2 separate regions of the Gasterosteus aculeatus genome follow, and region 2 is linked to region 1. The links are chromatin contacts, called in public Hi-C maps. All regions are on one chromosome and are shown on one strand. The core of a region is the stretch at or near the end of the contact, and the rest is flanking DNA. Distances in the headings are between cores, read along the strand shown. Region 1 overlaps igfbp2b (insulin-like growth factor binding protein 2b). Region 2 has its middle 18 kb from the start of LOC144388724.

Evidence for each region. A called contact is a pair of places that touch in the nucleus more often than the background predicts.
Region 2: a contact with region 1 is called in a Hi-C map of skeletal muscle, with 3 times the contacts expected there. The contact joins two enhancer-like sites. A contact is called at or near these places in 3 of 6 Hi-C or Micro-C datasets (skeletal muscle and tail fin).

Annotation. Positions count from the first base shown.
Region 1 is chr16:6,329,462-6,333,872 of fGasAcu3.hap1.1, reverse strand. It overlaps igfbp2b (insulin-like growth factor binding protein 2b), which reads right to left. Exons shown (of 4, transcript XM_040201924.2): 3 at 1,164-1,304. Among protein-coding and RNA genes, the nearest start is that of LOC144388722, 9.3 kb to the right of the region's middle. Within about 2 kb of position 1,827, at least 1 of the 9 cell types and tissues checked has open chromatin away from gene starts, as enhancers often do.
Region 2 is chr16:6,519,020-6,523,755 of fGasAcu3.hap1.1, reverse strand. No RefSeq gene overlaps it. Among protein-coding and RNA genes, the nearest start is that of LOC144388724, 18 kb to the left of the region's middle. Within about 2 kb of position 2,200, at least 1 of the 9 cell types and tissues checked has open chromatin away from gene starts, as enhancers often do.

The DNA of each region.
Region 1 (4,411 bases), core at 578-3,077:
ATCCCAATTTCTATGGATGTGCAGAATTCAAATTCAGGCCCCCAGTCGGAAGCACAGTTCGTTCCTCCGCTTAACAAAAGTCTTCCCATGAAGAACGCCAAACTGTTTTTATTGCCTTGTAACCTTGAGCTCAGAGGCTTTTGCCTCATTCATGATGACAACATCTCAACGCACATTTGTGTGTCTGTGCGTCTGTTTGCGTGCCTGCAAGACCAAGAGAAGTGAGGAAGAGGGGGGGGGGGTGTAAAGAAAAAGGGGGCTTTGGGAGGGGAGTGGTGGCAGGTGGGGGGTTGGGAGGGGAGTGGTGGGGCGGAGGGGGGTGAGAGAGAGAATGAAAGAGAAGGGAGGGGAAATCCAAGGGAGAATCGAACAAAAAGGTGCACGGAACAGAATCCCCTATCCATCATTTAAAGAGAACGGTCAAGTAAACAGCAGTGTCGTTCATCAGTGTCCTTCCCACGGGGAGCAGGACAATGCTGCCGCACACTGCTCCCCGTGGGCCGAAACTCCGAAACACGCCACAACAAAAACAAAAAACTTAAATGAGTGATGTCACAGTGGGTGTTGTCCATCTGCCCTCCAAGGCGAAAGCTCTTCTGCCACAACAGTGATGAGGTGTGTCCAGGAATCTGACGAGCTTCTCTACGTTCATTGTGATGACAAATTAGCTCACTACGCATTTGATGCGGGGAAACCTCCATGCACGCTGAATAGATTGGCCTCACTCTACCTATTATTAGATGCTGTTAACAGGAACAGATTTATTTATTTGGCGGTGAATGCCGATGCTCGGCCTCATGTAATAAGGGGGAATGCACAAAGCTGCTTCATATGTAGGATTTATTTCGTCCAGAACTAAATGGGGTTAGATAGTAAGACTTTTGATTAGGTCACTCGTGTAACTACGTAACTAGTTATTACATTTGAGGTGTTCTGTCTTATTAGTGGTCATTCTGAACTGCACATCTATAAAAGACATTTTTGTGAGTAATGTGTCTTTATTTCCAAGAGTGTGTGACCTCAATCTGAAAATGTAGTTTTTTTATTGACAGTTACATTGCCTGTCCCGTTTGCAATGTTGTTCCAGCTGCCGTGTTCAGTTGAGTAACGTAGAAAAGGTAGAATGAAGAGGTAGAATGAGTAGTTGTGCGTCTATGGCTCACCTGTTTGAGGTTGTACAGGCCGTGTTTGTCACAGTTTGGGAGTTTCAGTACGTACAGGTCCTCCAGTGGGCCTCTGTTATCCTGAGAGGTGATTTTGGAGATCTCCTCCAAGACGCTGTCCAGCTCCTGCTGACATGCACTCTGAAGGACGAGCAGGGACAAAGTGATTGACACCCGCGCTAAATGGGACAATTGCCATTGAGCGTTTAGTCCAAAAGGTGTACAAATACATTTACAGGAGTAAAAGCACTTAACTTTCAACAAAAAGTGAAATAATAGATTCACCAGAAGACATTAAATGGAGTCGGTATAAGTTTTATGTGTGTGTTCTGTTCAATAAAAAGAAAGGAGAAATAAAATACGGCTGTGTGTCTTGTAAAAATGTCACAAATACACACATTTATAGCTAACATTTGTATGAGGGGCAAGAGGTAAGGCAACCGGAAAGTTCCGCCGGGACTGATGTGAGTCTCGTGGAGTGCAATGTGAGCGGCCAGACTCAGCAGGTGGTCACGGCCGCACACACACGTACATGCACCTACACAGGGTCCTACGCAGACACACACTAATGCAGACGCATGTTCGGAAATACAACGCACACTATTCCTGTTGCACGGACGGTCGCATAAACACTGGCCACGTATAGTATCCACGTGCACACACACACACACAAGCACGAGCACAGACTTTAGTGTAACACACAGCTATCAGTGTTTCAGGCTGCCGGTGGGATCAAAGGGGTCCGGTCTTGTGATTAGTTGGCTGAAGATGAGAGAGACGGACGAGAGGAGGCTCAGTGTGCCGTGAGCCTTATCGGACATTTGGCTGAAAAGTAGCACACTCCTTTTTTTCTCTCCGGCTCACTCTTTTAACACTTTCTCCTAGTCTGTGATTGCTCTCGCTCTCTCTCATTCATTCTCCCTCTCTGTCTCCCCGTCCGTCTTCACTCACGGCACCTTTCATGCTAATACGACAGCACAGGCACCAGCCAATCGGATCGCGTTCATGCTCACGTCTAAAGAGCGCGAAGCTCAAAAATAAAAGATGGGGGACCAAACTCTGTAGAATAAGGGGTCCCTGCTCCATCTCGCCATCAGTTTGGGGGACCTTGGCCTGAAAAACGATGCTTTGATGCTTTAGTGCCATGAGCACAAGCCTGACCTCCAGGCCTAACCGTTATAGATGAGTTGCTCAAAGGAAAACCAAAGAAGATAAAACAACAGCGAAGAGAGCAAATGTAGTGAATAAAAAGACCACCTTACATCAGGTGCAGGATTCCCTTCTTTTTGCACAGAAATCAACAATTTCTAAAAACGTTTAAAGGCTCATACAGTGACTATCGAGGAGAGGTATTCAGCCAGGAATGAATCGAATGCTCCAAATGGTCAGTCCGCCACTGAACCGGGTCGGAGATTCTGGTGTGTTTGGTGTCTGGAAGCTAATGTAGCATTGAGCCGCTAGCCTCAGGCAGACATGAGGAGCATTTTATAATCAATATCTGACTTTCTTCTAAATGTGCATCCCCGGGTCTTTAAAAAAACAAATCATTCAGTTAGAGCAGCTCCCTCTGCAACCCTGTCTCTGATAACATTCCCATATCTTCACTCATGTTTTCAGAAAATGACAATGACTTACATCACAATTTCCAATTAATTTCATGTGATTTCAGAGAAATATTAAGTCTCCAAAATGCTGCTTTTCATGAAAAAAGTTGCTTAGCTTGGTTTCTATGCTTATTGTGTTTTTTAATGGCTCAAATAAAGTGTTAAAAAGGGTTTAATAAGGCCAAAGATTGAGGAAAATAAGTAAAGAAAAGAAAACCTCTGTGCGAAAACAATAATATGAATGCGGTGGAGACTTTTAATTAACTGAAGCAAATGTGTTCGCATAATTAAGTAAATAAAGGCCACAAACGTGATAGAAACCAAGCTGACATCAAAATATTATGTCTACAGTATTTGACCTCACAAGAACAAGCGGAACAAAGTGCATCCATGCTGAAAACCAGATGCCCTGAAGCCGCTCACCCTGCCCAGCTGCACAACTTATTTTACCGCATTCTCTCCTTTGTTGCTTCTAATGATGTTGACAATGTTTTGCACCCTCCCGCTCATGAATTTTTTTGTTTTATGTTTTTTTCGGTGCTAGCGAGTGAGTTAAGTGAGGGAGAAAATGGGCAAATGCACATGGTTGTTTGCCAGGCTGAGACATATATGGGCCTCCACATGTGTCGCCCCCCCCCCCCCCCCCCCCTTCCCCTCCCCTCCCCTCTCCCCACCCACCTCTTCCCCCGGGGCCCAAGCTCATTTGCATGAGACAGAGAGAATATCTGTGTTTGTACGCCGCCCCATTTAACTGTTTTTACTTTTTGTAGTGCTGCGTTTTAGACTGTGAAATGTTGAGTGAGTGTTAAAGAATGGGGTGGGGGTTGGGGTGGGGTAGGGTGGAGGGGGTGTTCTTTAGACTGCATCAAACTGCCAACACACATTCCGCTGTGGAGGGCAAAACAACAACTTTACTTTCCAACAGGAAGATGCCGATTATCGAAACTTCGAAACTTCTTTCTTTTCATACATCATTGGAAAAGCGTCAATAAAAGCACAAAGCGCATTACCGCTTTAAAGCGGAACGCAATCATGATTTTCAAGTTGATATACGAGTATAAATATCTGTAGTCAAATTATTGTGCCATTTTATGAATAGCATTTCACATGGCTCCATTATCAGCATATCATCAACGTGGTTGCATCATGTCTTCTTATTTTAAAGGCTTATTCTATCAGGGCGATATTCTGAAATGTCATCGACAACAGCAACGAGTTGAGGGATTTAGGCAGGATGTCTTTGAGGGTGAGGTCAGGGCAAGTCACCCAGGCGATGAATGCAAAACCGACTGTGTGCACGTGCGTATGCCTGTTTGAGTGAAAGAGTGCCCAGAGGAGGGCACCACCGTACCAGTCAGTGGTGCTCGCACGGCACCTTGTTGACCCTCAGTCGCTGCTTCGCTTTGCAACGAACGCAGAACGTGAACACAAGCGATGCTGCTGCTGGAGGAAGCAAATCGTTTTTAGGGAGTTGAGTTTATGCTAAATCACCCTGCACTTAAATTTGATTTTAATATCTGCTGCTATGCCTGTAGAGGCCATGTATTCTAACGTATAGCCCATGCATGTGTCATTGGTGTCATAGTGCAGATATGTTTGGGTGTTGTATTTATATTTAGAAAAGTATCTTTCAGATCCAGACAA
Region 2 (4,736 bases), core at 951-3,450, 190 kb before region 1:
GAATTAAAATGTATATACTGTACAGTATTCGTCCTACTCAAACATAATACGGTATAAAATACATTATGCCAATGGTCTAAAGGCATATTACAGTTTGACAATAAATGCTATGCATCCCTGTATCTTGACCAATCATATCAAAGTCACCAATTATTTCTTTCACAATAAAAAAGGATGACTTGTTCAAAACACACAAGAGATAAATAGTTGTGTGTGCAGCATGTTTAAAGTTTGTGAATGTTTGTGCCCAGTAAAACATAATGGTGTACGAAAGGAGCTAAACACTAAATGTGCGTTACAGTCTCCTGTCTGTGTTGACGTTGACGTACAAATTGTATGTGTGTTTTCTGGAGGCATGAGTGACTGTCCATCCTGTGACCGGTACGTGTGACTCACTCTTAATCCAAATGTTTCCATCGTGGCGCCTCAAAGGCAAAACCATCACAGTGCTGTCACCATCTGGATAGTAAAGGCCCTCCTGGGCTGGCTGCCTCGTGTCCCTGACTCAAAGACTTTGACTAAAAATACAACCTTCAGGATGTTATTGCAAAAGCACCAATAGATGTCCGGCCTGGATTTTTCTCCTTCTGGTGCTTTCTGCCTTGGTCTCGTTTCCATAAATAACAAAGGTGAAATTGCTCACACACACCACACGGTAATAAAAATGTCACGCTGTCTAAAAGGCATGCAATGGCTTCGATGAAAGACTCTTTCTGGAAAATGAATTCAGGGGGTTTATTATAGACAGATCAATATTTTATATAAACCAAATATGGGTTATCAGAGAGCTATCGTGAACTCAGTGGTCTTAGTCAGAGAATCTTTTGAGGTCTTAGTTGTGATTTTTATGGCACGTTTTCCCTCTTCCTCCTTGTTTCCAGCACAACAGGGTCTTACACTGTCTGCTTTTATCCAAAGTGAAGACAGAGTAAGCAACTAGGAAGGGAAAGTAGCTGCACACCTAACAGTAGAAAGGGATTTCCCCTCAAGAAAAACACAGCAAATAAGGAATATCACATTTGAAAAGTCTTTGGGGCATTTTCTTCACTTTTGACAGTATTGAGCAAGTTTCTTGAAAAAAGTACATACAGTATTATCTGAAAAAATAATACATGGGTGGGAATGGTTGTGATGATTTATGCCCCTCCCCTCTCTGGTCACTCGGTACAGCACGTGCCGATAAAAATAGTTCACAAGCAAAGGGGCAAAGGTCAGCCTTCATAGTAACTTCACAGTGGGTTTGAAGAGCCGGACTGCCCCTCTCTTATAACGATTGGGCTGGGGGAAGAAATCTGATGTTTCCAATAAGCGAGGAGAGTATGTTGCATTATCGTTTTTGCATTTGGTGGCGTGTGACGAGAAATGCGCAAATCAAAAGAAACCTGTTACATTACTTGACCTTAGAAATTTTACATTTTTACGGTAGTTACATTACAAAGAATGTTATTTTGTTAGGGTACGATGTTAATTCATTACTTTAACACAAACCATGCTCTTATTCCCTTACCTTAACCGAATAGTCTTGTTGCATGAAACAGATCGTTGTACTCTGTCAAACACACGGCAGTATGTGTTTCTGAGAATGTGATACAAGGCTGTTATGAAATAGATTTATGATTAGCGATTGCAAAGGGTTGTAGGAAAAGATAATTTCATTCAACTCCGAAAATGGATTGATTGTTTGTTTGTATGTAAAGTGGAGTGGGCAGTACTCATCTTCCTGGTGAGTTATATGGACGCACTGATGGCTCCAGTGAAGAAAGACAGCAGGCAGAGATGGAAGCAACGCTGTAACGTGAGCCAGCACACGTCCCGAGCTGTTGTTAATGTTTGCCGTGCTCTTCAACAGAATGAGCCCGTCCAACCATTCCCTCTCCTACAACTGTTGTGCCTGGCAACACACTTAAGAAGACAGGTGTCAAAACCAAAGTTTTACGCATAATCGGTTCAATGTGTCTCTTTGAACCATGTAATGCTCAGTGTGCAAAGCTCCTCGGTCAACCATCACCAATCCAGGAGCCCCAATCCTTATCCAAGCCCAACTCCTCACCCCACTCCCCCACGGCCAATCAACACATCTCAGTACCCTGTAACAGATGGCCGTAGGGGTCAGCAGGGGTTAGCTGGGCCAGGGAGGGGGTTGGCTAAGGTTAGGCAGGGGCACTGGGGTGTTTGGGATTGTTGTGACATGGCCTGTCTGCCTGTCAGTATGCAGGTGGATGAGTAGCATGTGGCCGCCAATCCCCTGCTTGCACCGTGCACTCTACCATAGACAGGGCTTCAATTCAAGAGGTCAAGATGCCGCGGTGGAGGGATTCAGTAGTCATCCTAGATCCCCAAAAAATGTCAGCCTACTCAGCACCCCCCTCGCACCTGCTCTGGAAAAGTGCAGTGTTCAGCTTTGGAGTGAGGAATGTCTAAAGAAAACACAAAGAACAAGGAAGGACTGATGAACCTGGCCAGTGCGGAACAATGATTAATCTACGCGTATTAACCCCCAAGACCTGTGACCTCTTTTATTATTTGAAGCGATGTTTCTTCTTGTTGATTAGATTTTTTGGGCTGAATTTATTCGAGAGCGAGCATACAGTTTTGTCTGAAGCCCCGTTATTAATCAGCATTTATATGTCGATTTTTTTCAAGTGTAAAGTTTAATCACCACATGTTTAGAACCTCACTAACTACAAAGCTCTCCATACCCTTGCCCCCTCCTATTGTTCTGACCTTCTGCACCAACATGCACTGCCCCGCAGCCTTAAATGCATCAACGCCAACCCCCTCCTCCCTCTCATCTGGTCCAACCGCATAGGGCCTGGGGGGACAGGGCATCCTCCACAATATGACTTTGCTGATACACTGAATTTAACTACTGCACCACCCACTGGTCGATAGTTCTATTAAAATGTTTTCAAAAATATTGCCGGCCAATTTGGTTGGATATTTTGTGATGCCCAGACGATGACTCGTACTGGCTACGGCTTTACTTTTTCTTTACGCCAACATGTTCATAATTTGGATTTGTTTGGAATTTTCCATGAAATTTAGGACCAATCCCTGCAGTGGCCAAATAAATTGGTCCTGGCTGTTGGCGGTCCTCTGACTTCTCCTCTTGTGCAATTGTGAAGTTGAATTTGTGTTTTTGAGTGTGTCTCATTAAAACAGCATCTAATCTTTATATCCAATACTTTAAATTGATGACTAACTAGCTGTAAAACTGACATTACAAATCAACCTCCATCAATCAATTCATCCTAAAATGTATTCCTCCATGATCATATTCTCTAGTTATAGTGCAGGGTTTGTCAAAGAAACTACTTAACCTTTTGACGGCTCATAAGACATCATCTGTAAAGTTCCCTCCTTGAGTTCAAGTGCCAAATAAATTCAGTGTAACTAATGAAAGCATCATCCAGCATAATAAATGTTAAATATTTATCATTCACTTGTCTCTCCTGATTTGAATACTATAGTTTGATTCGGAAGGTGAGGAGAAGATATGGGCACATTGGTTTCCCAGCAGGAAAGCAAACACTGAACTTCTCATCTGGCCTCCAAAATATCAAGACTCTGATCGCCGCCTGGTCCGGTAGCTGAGTACAAACATGTCTCCAACCCTACGTTCCCCGGCATCCTCCACAGCCCTCCCTACTGCATGTCGATCATGCCTTAGAGCATATAAACCCCCTCCTCCGTATGCTGCGTATCCCAAATCGTTTATCACAGTTTTTACACTTATCAAGTTATTCATTAGCACATTCTTTCCATTGCCACAAACTGGGCAGGCTGCTGATGTTGTCTGAGTCCAAACTAGAAAACCTCCGGGCTCAAATTAAGGTCAATCCTGGTCGTGATGGCTCCAATATGACTGAATTCAACACGTATATGATAACGCATTGTGTACACTATAGCAGACGCATACATCACTGTGTTATGCATCTGTGGTTATTTATGTCCAGGACATAGTGAAACCCCAATGCTACATAGGAAGGGCAGCACAACGAGCCCATTGGGATTCCATAGCTCACTGGACCACTGTTTTCTCCCTGAGGATACCCTGCTAAAATAAACAGCCACTGCAGCAAGAAATGAAAACAATGAAATGACCGACAACTGACACAACATCAGCTTGTGTGTGTGTGTGTGTGTGTGTGTGTGTGTATCTGTGCAAGCGTGTGAGCGTGCTCGCTCACATATGTACGTCACTGATATCTCTGGGAAAGTGTTCTCTCGCTCAGGCCGGATCTGCGCTGGCAGATGCATTTGCCTGGTGGGACCGTGGGGACGTGTGCGTCTGTGTGTGTCTGTGTGTGAAGGGGTGGGCTGTAATCGTGGCAACTGTAAACAGTCACTGGTATTGAGTTCTTCCTTTTTCCCTATTTCGCAGTCTCCTTCCCGCGTTTGTTGCGTGCCAGTGCATGTGTCTGTCTGTGTCCGTCACCGCCTGTGAGTAATGTCCAGATCTATCCACTTAACAACAGTGTCTGTACGGGGTGCTTATGTCCTGTTACATTAGCTTGGATCACATCTGGGAAAAATAACAATAAGTCCTCTAACTTTAAACCAAATCTAAGCCAACAAATAATAAATAAGTTGGCTAATAACAAGTTGCAGTATGAAGCAAAGGTGGTCTAACATCAGGGCTTTGGGTGTGGAGGATAGACATGCTGCTTTCTTATATGATATGGCCTGTTGACAAAAATAATAGTTCAATAATAGAAAATAATTAAATTTTTGTT